Linked DNA regions of Zea mays: region 1 is linked to region 2. Evidence: chromatin contacts called from public Hi-C data. All regions are on one chromosome and are shown on one strand. The core of a region is the stretch at or near the end of the contact, and the rest is flanking DNA. Distances in the headings are between cores, read along the strand shown. Region 1 holds the start of LOC103637688 (disease resistance protein RPM1). Region 2 holds the start of LOC100216593 (Eukaryotic translation initiation factor 3 subunit B).

The links. A called contact is a pair of places that touch in the nucleus more often than the background predicts.
Region 1: a contact with region 2 is called in a Hi-C map of leaf, with 4 times the contacts expected there. The contact joins the promoter of LOC103637688 here to the promoter of LOC100216593 in region 2. A contact is called at or near these places in 5 of 25 Hi-C or Micro-C datasets (ear, endosperm, leaf and 1 more).

What each region holds. Positions count from the first base shown.
Region 1 is chr1:98,883,279-98,885,978 of Zm-B73-REFERENCE-NAM-5.0, reverse strand. LOC103637688 (disease resistance protein RPM1) reads right to left here and starts at 1,266. Exons shown (of 3, transcript XR_004855284.1): 1 at 993-1,266.
Region 2 is chr1:98,230,975-98,233,674 of Zm-B73-REFERENCE-NAM-5.0, reverse strand. LOC100216593 (Eukaryotic translation initiation factor 3 subunit B) reads left to right here and starts at 1,412. Exons shown (of 11, transcript NM_001360043.1): 1 at 1,412-1,639; 2 at 2,509-2,700. The coding sequence starts at 1,518.

The sequences.
Region 1 (2,700 bases), core at 17-2,516, 650 kb before region 2:
ACTCTTATCGAACTGATGGTTCAATTTCTTTGGTGCCCCTAACTGCATCACACCCTGTTTTGACAAGCACATGACAACTTATTCTATAATTATGCAAAAAAATAAAAATAGACATTACTTCTGTAGTGCACATATAAGGCTATGCCTAGCTGTAAATTTTAGGATCCACAACTTTACCTATTGAAAACTAGAATGGTGAAGGTGTACATGAAAACGAAGCATAATGTGTTACAAATTAGCTAGTACACGACTGCACATATACTAATTTATGGATCCAAGGAAAGTTTAGAACTTATCATGCCCGAATGCAGTAATCACAAATTTGATGAATAGGGTGGGATCCTAGATGACATTCCCTCGTTCTGAAGTTGTATGAAATCAAGTTCCAAAGTTTGGCCTCTACCTTTTCTTCTAATATAACTATAAATATAGAAAATGTGAATTTTTATGAAACTATTTTTAAAGAGAATTCTGCTCTTTCAAACATTGAAGCTCAATATATAAAAAAGTAAATAATAGTTAAAGTTTGGAGTGGTTGACATTAGACAACCATAAACATCACTTTTTGTGGTTGGACTTGGAGGGAATGGTCATCGAATATTTCATGAGCTTGGTAAATTGTACACCTAGCTACAAGGCTACATACAACTTAATGAACACAAGAAACAGTAAGTTAGCAAGTTCCGAGTTTCCTCTCTTATTCAGCATGATTGGAAAAAGGGAGAACTTCATAAGCGACAGTCCACCAACTCACCAAGAAAAAAGAAGAGTTGGTTTAGCTATGCTATTGTAAATCCGAGTTTTTTTAGTTTAAACTGACCCTTCAATTTCCCAAAAATTAGCACAATGCTATAAATCCTAGAAGATGACGTTGGATCTTGGAGCCAGTCCAACCATTCAATAAGCTTTAAGCTAACAGCTGAATACGGATTGTGTTTCTATATGGTCTTTAAGCTTGGAGGGGATCTGAGAGGGGTTACAAAGGAACTCACCGCATCCAATAGAAACCAAGCGCCAGGAGCGGCTCCGATCAGTAACTGAGGTCGAGGTGATACCCTTGCTCTGGATTCTGGAATTCGGCGAGGGATTGTCGGGGGCTCGGGTCGCTGAAGTACGAGTCAAAGTCCACAAGCAGATGTTAGACACCGTGTAAGGGCAATGCAGCACTAAAATTCTCTTCTTTATTTTTAAATAAGGAGATTTTAACCCTTCAACCACCTCCGTTTTTTCCCAAACTAGTCCTATGTGTGGGTTGACACCACTGCCCTCGGTCCATTAGGTTAAGATTCCAAGTCTATTTATATGTAACCACTCTATACAAACAGTCTACACAACCTTACATAGTATCAGGGTTAGATTTTTCTCCCTCACTTCTCCCAACTCCCAGCCGTCAGCACCCAGTCCGGCCACCATCACAGCCATCACCGTCCTTGGTGGTCACTTGTTCTCAAATACTGTGAGTTAAGAACAAGGAAACACAATTATTAATCATAAAAAACCTTTGTACTTCGAGGCATTATCTCCTTACAACTATAATGTCTTTCAGACGAAGGTGGAGAAGGACGTACCTTCATCATACTAATACAAGGATAAGAATACGAAGGAATAAGTGTGATAACCATATCTTAATTCATTTATTCTTGCATTTTATAAAACATAAATAAATATCAACAATGTTAATATTACAATAATACCTTCGTCTTGCTCGGAGGTGAGGATGCGAGAAAGTGAATACAATCCAGCGTGAACAGTACGGTGCTACTGTTCATCTATTTATAGGCACGAGACGCAACCCGAGTGAAAATACATTTATACCCTTAACACTCATCTATGAACATAATATGAAATATTAGGGATTAAGTAGTCTTTGTCCCTTCTCGTCCATCATCGTACTTGGTCTTCGTCATCACTTCAAGTCGAAGCTTTTTGGCTATAGTTTCGTCGTCCAATTTCATCACCTTCGGATTGTATTTCCATCTTGTCATAAGAGAAAACCTTCATCCGAAGCCGAAGCTCCACTATGAAATAACCCATGTCACACTAGAAACATATGATTAGTCGTGTTTTTGAGGACCTTCGGAGGAAGAAGGCCCCCAACAGTAGCCCCTCGCTATATTAATTTGTTTCTTTGTGACAAATTTAGACTGCGACGTGAACGAAGGCCTTTAGCCGAAGGTCTAAAAAAACACCTTCCCTTCGCTAGAATAGCAAATGACACTGACATGCAGGACCCACCAAACCGTGGGGCGCTGGACATATAAATAGGAGCTTGTATTGAAAGCATTTCTTATGCCATTTCAGTTGCTTGCATTGTGCTTGTCGTTTTAAACTTTCTTGCTTTGTCGAGTTTAATTGAATTTCAAGCTTCGACATTCCAACGACCATCGTCTTAATGGCTGACGAGAAGAAGATTGTTGACCCGACGCTGTCCAAGTTTTATGAAGCTATGGAAAAAACCAACGCAGAGAAGATTGCACATGAGATGTTAGCTGGAATATCTGAAGGTTCCAGTGATAGTGAAAGCTTTGATGTAGAAAGCGGGAATGAAGATGCCGAAGATCGGCCCTGGAGACCAAGCCATGTTGTCTTCAGGAAATCAACTATCAAGCAAGGGAAAATTGATGCAATGAGGGGAAGGTACTTCCGTGATATCTCAATTGTGAGGTCTGGAGGGGAAAATAATGTCCCTCTGCCCGAAGC
Region 2 (2,700 bases), core at 163-2,662:
GGAAATGGACTATCGGGCAGTGATGGAACACCCACATAAGGATTTGGAGACTGCAATAGTGCAATTAGAGCGCAATGATTCATGGGTCCTTGGTGATGTTCAAAGGCTAAAAGCATTGGATAGGACATAGTCCAAGCCTAATGTAGGAAAAGTGTCACTTCACGCTCTCCCCAACTCTGATTTATTTGTGCTGTGATTAGTATAACCATTTAAGCAACTGTGTAATTGTTTTTCTTTCAATCTTACACTTGTTATGTTTAGCATAATGAGAGTAGTTTTGTTACTTTCTAGGAAGAGAAAATCCAGTTTGTTTTTGTTTTTAGTGTTTACTTAATACGAGATTGAATGCATGGTATTACGAGGTGTATATTTAGTGTGACCACATCTTTGTTATAGAAATTTGGACCTTTCAATTGACATATCAAATTGGTTCATAAGTATAAAAAATAAAGAGACACGATCTCTTATTTCTCTTCTTATCTAATATAATAAAATACATTGTTATAAAAACACCAATTAACATTATATATTTTTGTTAGCGTCACTAAAAATAAATGTTTACATACCTTAAAATATACAGTAAGGTGTCCATATATTGCTACGACTATCCTCTGTTCATAAAGCTGGTTAGATTTTATGGGTCAAAATTTGTTTACCATCTGTCAAATGCAAAACATGCTCACAAAACTTTCTTAAGGCTAGTTTAGGAATCATATTTTCCTAAATAGGGATGAAAACGGTCGAAAACGATCGAAAAAACAGCTAAATTGTTTTTGTTTTCATATTTTTTTGGTCGGGACGAAAATGAAAATCAACCGTAGAAATACGGGATCGGAATTGTCGGTTATTCGAAAACGATAAACTATAGTCGGAAAGATAACTATTTTATAGTTTTATCAAAAATATAATAAAGTGATGTATTGCCTAATTTTTAAGATTTAGAAATACACAAACAACTCTTTTTCATCATTCATATTAGTTAGAGTAATTATAACATTTGCTTTTTGCTTATTCATTCACTTGAACACAACAAAAGTTTATAACTTAAATAAATTATATGCTAGATCTATCTCATATTATATAAAACGGTATTAGCATGACTCGGAAACGAAAAATACGAAAACGATCGAAAAACTAGCTAAATTGTTTTCGTACCGTTTCTAATCGGTTCCTGAACAATTCGAAAACGATCGGGAAAAAATAGTATTCGAAACGGGACGGTACGGAAATTTCCCGTCATGTTTTCATCCATATTCCTAAATCTTTTGGAAAAATGTGGTTCCCAAACTAGCGCTTAAGAGGCAGATCGGGATCCTCTCCATGGCCCACCTGTCATCTGTGTAGTCGTGTAGTCATAAGAAGAAGAGTCTCGACTCGCGACTCAAAACCAAAACCCTCCATCCATTCTACACGCGCCGCCGCACTCCTGTACACGCCCCGCCGCCACCGCCTCCACCACCACAGCGCGCAGGAATCCCTCGTTCTCTGAGGGTTTCAGGCGTCGTATGTAAGAGAAGATGGCGCTCTCAGTATCCATGGAGGGCATCGAGGCGCGGGCGCGGGATCTCGGGGTGGACCTCTCCGCTGTCGATCTGGACTCCATCACCCTCCCGGCCGGCGAGGACTTCGGCATCGTCAGGTAGACGCACGCGCCGCCTCACGTCAGGTCCCAATCAGTGACAGGCGCCAGCTTAGCGCGCTTAATATGTGGTGGCCTTGGTTGCCCTAATTCTGCTTTTCGCAGATGCGATCGTCTACGGTGGGATTTTGTAGGTTTGGTGCAATATTAGTGTGTTCTGTTCTAGGTCCTGGCATCAGCTGATGTGCAGAGCAAATTTGAGCGATTGTTTTTTCGGGACTGACAGTACTCCGTTGTGGTTGGACTGGTACTAGTGTGTTGTGGTTGCCAAAGACGTTTTTAGATTTTTTGTGTTTGTGGTGGGCGTCAATCTGACGCCTATTTTTACATATTACTCTGGCAAATACCAAAAGAATCTGATATCATATAAAACTATGTAGTCTTGATTTGCTGTTTGCAGCTGCAAGCATTTATGCTGGTTTGTGCCGAATTGTTGACTGTCTCGTTTAATATGCTGCTAGTATATTGTTATGACTGCTCATTTTGTGCAGTAAGCATAGTTCACGAAATAGTAGGCTAGAGGCCTGTTTGGTTTCATGCTTAAGACGCCACAACTTGCCTAACTTTTCCGCCTAAGGTTAGTTACTTAGTTCTTCGATTCGAGTGACTAAGCTTAGATATGTTGTGGCGTCTTAGGAAGGAAACCATACATGCCCACACAAAGGTTAATCAGGTGCAGTAATACCAGTTTTGCATAGACAATACCTTTGCTTGCCAGCACGATGAGAATGTAAATCTTTAGTGCTCTGAGATATGCATTTAGTACAGATGACTTTTATATGATTTTCTGGGTTACAGTATCCTTGATTTGTTTTCAGCGTTGCTTGTTGCTACTTGCTATTTGCTTATAATATCCCTACAATTTGCAGTGATGACGAGGAGGTACTTCGTGGTGAGGATCTTCCAGAACTTGAAATGGGTTTGTCCAACATTATTGTCGTGGACAATCTGCCAGTTGTTCCTCCAGAAAAGTTTGAGAAGCTTGAGAATGTCATACGCAAGATCTACAGCCAAATTGGAGCGATAAAAGAAAATGGTCTATGGATGCCTGTAAACCCAGA